2 separate regions of the Mus musculus genome follow, and region 2 is linked to region 1. The links are chromatin contacts, called in public HiChIP or PLAC-seq maps. All regions are on one chromosome and are shown on one strand. Each heading gives the region's core, a stretch centred on a gene start, on an enhancer-like site or on the middle of the called end of the contact. The rest is flanking DNA. Distances are from core to core; before and after follow the strand shown.

Region 1 (3,064 bases), core at 533-3,032:
TGAAGTTGCTCTCTACCCAAAGCTCTACTCTAATTTCCAAGGCCTCCCAAGAGTTTTCACCCCAGTGCAGAAAGCATAGCTAATTGGTTTGGATCAGCAGGACATCTCCACTGAAGGTTTCGTTTTGTGCTGAAGTTCTGAGTTCTATATCGCACACCTTGTGTGAGTGCCCAGGTTGGTGAATCACCTTCTTGGGAAAAGCAAGCGACTGTGTAAGATTGCACTGCCCATTTTGATAGTGGAGGAAACACTGTTATCAATAAGACTTCATATATCATCTCCCTATATTTTCTAAAATCAGAAGGATGAGCAAAAACATACAGCCCAGTTTCTAAATGAAATGGATTATGATCAATGGTCACCTCTCAATGTGCTTTTAAAACCTCCTGATAGAACTGGAATACATTCTCATGTATATAATGTGACCCCCTCCCATAGGTATTCCCAGATCTCCCCAACTAAAGAAGCCATTCACAATATAATATAATTTTATTACATAAAATTAACCCTGGAGAAATGTGGCTGACAGAATTCTGGTTTAAGTGTTTTCTGTTTTATTTAGGTGCAACCTCAGTTTGCCAGATGTTTGTCCTGCATAGATAGCCAATAGCATCTGTAGGTGGAGACTGAGAACCACTGAAACGTTATTATGGCATCAAAGTGTTTACTTCAGTAAAGCAAAGGCTTTACTGAAGAGACAGCCATCTTTAAAACATTTCAATCAAACCATCTGTAGAAGAATAACACCCTGATTTCTTCAAAACACCTTAGGCTTGCATTCTTTACCATAGGAAAGTGTGGCAAGCTTTTTGGAACTACGGCACCCTACTTGCCAAATTTAAAAAATCTATACAAATTTCTGTGCTGATTCAAATATTAGCAAATTTTTTAAAAGAAATTAATTTTCTTAGGAAAACTAGTTAATTGGTTTAGGGTTAGAATTAAAATTTTAAGTCAAGAGTGGTGACTAATACCTACAGTCTTAACACTGAATACAGAGGCAGGAGGATGATCATGAGTTTGAGGCCAGTCTGTGCTGAAGACTAAGATGTCTCAAAAACAACAACAAAAGAATGTTAAAATCTTAATGTACACAATTATTTATTGGTGTGCTAAATATCTTGTTTTTTTTTAAATTATGGTAACCATGTCTTCCAGAATAAACTGTATTTCCTACAGAAACCTGCCAATACTTCTAAAGATGGGATGTATCGGTTGTCTGCCATGCCTCTTCTCTGTGCTCACAGAGCTACCAGTTCTCGTGGGGATATTTATAAATGAGAAAATGGGCTTTCATCTCACCCATTTTTTTTTTAACAAAACAAAACCAAAACCACAATACTGAAACGGAGGAAGGAATTCCCAAAGGTCTAACACAATTTATGCATGTACTTACCTTCCTGTTGTCTGGGCATCCTCGTGAGCAAATCAGAACTACAGGAAAGTGAGCAAACACCTTCAGAACAGGGAAGAAAGGTAAACAGAAGCTGCAGATGTGTCCCGAAGAAAATACTCAATTCTCAGCAGAATTCTGTTGATTATCATATGTATACAGATGTCAGAAGATCTGAGATTGACATCAGTTTGCTGTGTGAACAATATCCTCAGGCAATTTCAACACACACTCTTGTCTAGGTTGGATGGTAATTCCAGTTTACTGTATGTGTGTCTTGATAAGGGTATTTCTCCTCAAACATTTCTACACCATCCTCTCTGAGTGTGCAAACCTGTAATTAAGCTGATGGCACCCTCTAGCTAGTCTGATGACCTAGGAGGCAGTTTTAGGACTTCCTGCTTTCCACTTGATATGAGTCACAATGTACAATTTCTGTGCTTACTATCATTTCTAGGATTCTATTTAATTTTCTGAATATAAGGATATGGCTAAGTTATAAGCAGAGAACTGCAAGTGCACGCCAGAGCATGCACCGCTGCCTCTGGTCCACTGAGTATTCTTTTAGATGCAGTGTCTTCTTTGAGCTCTCAGCAGGGGCCAGAAGTCAGGGGCCTGGTAACTTATTTATCTTTTGTTTTGCTTTAAAGTAAAGAAGTGGAAGGAAGGAGAATCAAACATGGAACTGTCAAATCTAGGATCCAATCAACTGGGAAGCGGGGTCACAGGCATTGGGACTTGGGTACTGAGTGTGGAACGGATTCAGTGAGGACTTCTCCATCTTGCCACATAGCACATCCTGAGGAGTGGGGTCCTTCTCTGTGCAGTTTGCTCTTCCCGGCTCTGGTTCCAGTCTGCAGTCACCTGACTCCATGTATCCCCTGATTTTGTTACCACCACAGAAAGAGAAATTATAGCCTTCAAGCCTCCACTTTCTTTCTCTTAGCTATAGCCCTCAAGTTCCAATCTGTCTGCCCATTTAACACAGTTTCTTTGTTGTTGGTGTTTTGTTTTTTGTTTGTGTGTGTGTGTGGGGGGGGGTTGACTCAGAGTGTCAGGGTGGTTATACTAAAAACAAACAAACAACACATAGCAAAAACTACTGTAGCGTTGTGTGTACATTTTATACACAGAGAATTGTAAAGAGTCTTGAATTTTTGATGGGAGGAAAAAAGAAAGAAAAGAAAAACACCCTGGTGGGAACACAAAACAGCACAGAGAACACATAATCGTGACCCTCATAACTGAGATTGCCATGTGTCGTATTAAACGCCACCATTTACCTAGATGTCTTGCTTGATAGAGACAGTGAGATGCCTTACAGATTTTACACAAACACGTCATTCAAAGCCTTGCTGATCTATTTTCTTGTGTATGATGTTTGGTTGGGTCCTTCAAAGGGCTTCAAGGGTTACTTTTATATTTACAAAGACTGAAGATGAAAGCTGTTATTTGAATGCAGCTTTGCATTCGGTGGTACCAAGATGCTTATTAGAAGTGCCCTGATGAGACTGTGGAGTGGCACCTGTGTATCACTCTCCTCTAGTGTGTACTTAGGTGTTCTGGCTGCCTAAGAAGCAGCTTAGCTTTAATGAAAGGATAGTAAACAACATAAATTATAAAAGACATCTGCTAAGGAGATCAAGAAAGGGGAGGAGGAAAAATGTAGGT
Region 2 (3,134 bases), core at 295-2,794, 110 kb before region 1:
TGATATCAGTGGTTCCAGTCTTAGGAGGCTTTCATAAGGCTCAGTCCAAAGGCTTTGCTGGACTTTTAGCTTAGCATAAGGCATAAGACTTCAAGAAGGAGTCTTCTGTCCAACCAGGAGAAGCATCCATTTTCAATAATCACTCACTTTGATAGAAGAAAGCTTCTAAGTACGTGAGAACTAAGGGGTGATAAGCAAAGAATGACTTCAATGTAGGATTAAGAAGAGAACCAGTTTGCACATTGGAAAGTTTTCATGTTGAGCTAGCCCATCACACAGTACAGCAGATATTTTAATCCCATCTCAATAGAAAAACATCTAATTTTAAAAATTATATATATTCATAATTCCAACTCAGGTGTGTGTATATATATGCATATATGTACATATACATATATATGGATATATACACATATATGTACGTATATGTACACACACATATACGTACATATACATATATGTACACACACGCGCGTGTGTGTATATATATATATATATACCTGAGTTGGAATTATGAACCCAAAAAGAAGCACTGATGTGTTCATTAAAAATGAAAGTATCATCTCATCTCTGAAAATCCTGTATTAAAGGACACTTAAAGATCACCGGGATCACAGCTGAGGGCTGATAAATGTACCACAGAGACCCTGGGTTTATTTACATACTTGTCTCACAGGTTTCATCAGGGACTATAGAGGATTTTTTTTTAGAGAGAGAGAAGAGGAGTTCTTGGAAGATGGTTAAAAATTTTTAAACAAATCTGACCTCACTAAATTATAAAATCTAAAATGTTGGAGAAAATAAATCTCTGAATTTCCCTAGGAAATGAGTCGTTACTGAGCTGGAGGCAAGATTCCAATCTCAGCTTAGGTGGAGGCAGAACAATTATCTGGGACATAATGACAAATGTTGGCTATTCTATCACATTCTGAGAATAAGTTTTTTTTTAATGAAACATAAAGTTGCATAAATGTTTATGCATAAGTATTCTAGACAGCAAGTAGACAACGTCAGCCCTGTTAGCATGTGATCATAGATATAAGATGAGCACATTGCATAATTATTTTAAACTTTTCCTACTGTACATGGGTTACCTGTAAACAAAACAAAGTATTATGCTTATTCAGTTTTTAAATTTGGATTTGAGTCTTGTTATTTAAATAGATGTTAACATACTTTAAAACACATTTTTAATTTCAAGATGAAATTATCACTTCAAATAATTTTCAAATGAATTCTATGGAAGGAGCTTTTCAAGTCCACAATAAGTACAATAAGATTGGACTTTTTGTCAAGAACACTTTGGAAATATATATTTCCTGCTGACTGAAGGCTGAATGAATATGTTAGAAATAATATTTGATTCTACTGGTCTATGCTTCTAGCTTAATTTCAAAGGACACGGAATAGTACGAATATACTCAGAGATAATCATGTAATGAAACTTTTTTTTTTTTTTTGCGCAGATATATTTGCTGTTCCTCGCCCCATGTAGAAAGCATAATGACCACCAGGGTGCGCTAAAACCTTTGCAATAGTTTCCTTCTGCTGGTGGGTGGGGCTTCTAAGTATTCCTTTGTATGGTGCTTTTTACGGGTGTGCATGCATATTGTGTCACTGATATTGCTGACAGGAATGGCACTCTAAAATAAACTAAGATTATTCCTGTGGGATGAAACACTTTAGCTTGAATTTTGTACAGTCTTCCCAAACAGGACCAGCATGGCATTTCCAATTATGTCTCATGGGAACCTACTGCTGGATCACTCTCTGACATGAGGCACCCAAGAGTGAGCGACACTTATGGCCAGTGTTTCCTCACATAGCTCTCCTATCTGTCATTACATACAATACTAGCCTCCCTGCAAAGTGTGTGTGTGTGTGTGTGTGTGTGTGTAAATGTGTTCAAGTGTGTGTATGTGTGCAAGAGTTCTGAGTGCTTCTGTGTATGTGAGTACAAACGTGTGGGTAAGTGTATGTGACTAGAAGTGTGTAAGTTTATGTGTGAGTGTGCCTGCAAGAGTGTGCATGTGTGTGAGTGTGTGTGTCAACACAGGTGTGCGTAAGAATGTCGGTGAGTGTGTTTGCAAATGTGTTCATGACAGTGTGTGTGATTCCCACACTAGATCGTCTTCTCTGACACAAATTTTGCAATGTTATATATATCAACCTCATTTATTTGTCAGTCTCAGGATTACATCAAGAGCAGTCTCTTGTCATGTGCCTCTTGACACTTTAAAACTTTATCAAGCCTTCCTTGCCAAAACCTTTAGGAACCTATGGAATGGCAGGTGGAGCACAGGGAAGACTATGGAGAGTCCTCTCTGGGTGGTTTTAGAAGCAGGAGAGTGACTTGGGTCAAAGTACAATAGTAAATAAGAATCGAGGGCAAGGCAGGCTTTGGAGAAGCGAGTGTTCATAAGTCTCTTTGTGTGCCACAATTTCCAATATGGTGTGACTTCTGGGGGGGAGGGGGGAGTGTCCCCATAACTGCTTCCAGGGGAGAACCCAGTTCTGTCTCATGCTGTGTTAGGGTTGTTTATTGTCTCTCTGGAGCCCCCAGTTTAACTCTGTTGGGCTGATGACCAACAGAAGTTCTGCCTCAACAGGCTGGCCGACAAGTCCTTTCAGAACTATCCAAGCATTAGACTTTTTTCCAGCTCAAATATCTCCACAGTTTAGAAAATAACAAAAAATGAGTGAAAATGAGGTGAGAAAATATTAATTGGTGACAGCTCCAGAATAGTGTTGAGGACATACCACACTGAAAACAACGCTCGTGTTTGCTCCGTTAACTCAGCCCTGCAGAACACTCTGGCACCCTGTTCATTTGCACTGCGATCCCGGTCTTCTGTGACCTTGCTGCTGCCTCTCCACTTTGGGGGTTGATCTTCTATGTGCCTCTGTTTCTTTGCCCTTATGTAAGAGGGAGGGCAGCGGTAGCATCTCCTCAAGGAACCTGCTTGATTTTGCTACTCTGTGCTTTGCAGTCTCCCTTTAATATGTGTGAGGCTCATTTTCTCGATGAAACACTTGCCTGGAGATTCTAGTTAACCTTGGCTTTTTGTTCACGTGAATTTCTCTTACCTTGTGACTCTGCGCCTCTAAGGGTAATTATCCCATGAGATCTCAAA

What was found. HiChIP or PLAC-seq counts read pairs in DNA pulled down with a chosen protein or histone mark.
Region 2: a RAD21 HiChIP or PLAC-seq map of pro-B cells shows a contact between it and region 1, with 5 times the contacts expected there. The contact joins two enhancer-like sites. A contact is called at or near these places in 4 of 15 datasets of contacts at CTCF or cohesin (CD8 T cells, the NIH/3T3 cell line, large pre-B cells and 1 more), 58 of 484 Hi-C or Micro-C datasets (B cells, the BV-2 cell line, CD8 T cells and 32 more) and 9 of 115 datasets of contacts at active chromatin or transcription factors (CD8 T cells, the HPC-7 cell line, Th17 cells and 6 more).

Annotation. Positions count from the first base shown.
Region 1 is chr1:137,931,354-137,934,417 of GRCm38.p6, reverse strand. It overlaps Gm4258 (a long non-coding RNA gene), which reads right to left. Exons shown (of 3, transcript XR_003948014.1): 2 at 1,397-3,064. Among named protein-coding and RNA genes, the nearest start is that of Mir181a-1, 34 kb to the left of the region's middle. Within about 2 kb of position 1,782, at least 4 of the 459 cell types and tissues checked have an H3K27ac peak or open chromatin away from gene starts, as enhancers often do. A contact at or near this core is called in pro-B cells, where this site is marked.
Region 2 is chr1:138,043,136-138,046,269 of GRCm38.p6, reverse strand. No RefSeq gene overlaps it. Among named protein-coding and RNA genes, the nearest start is that of Gm34353, 51 kb to the right of the region's middle. Within about 2 kb of position 1,544, at least 18 of the 459 cell types and tissues checked have an H3K27ac peak or open chromatin away from gene starts, as enhancers often do. A contact at or near this core is called in pro-B cells, where this site is marked.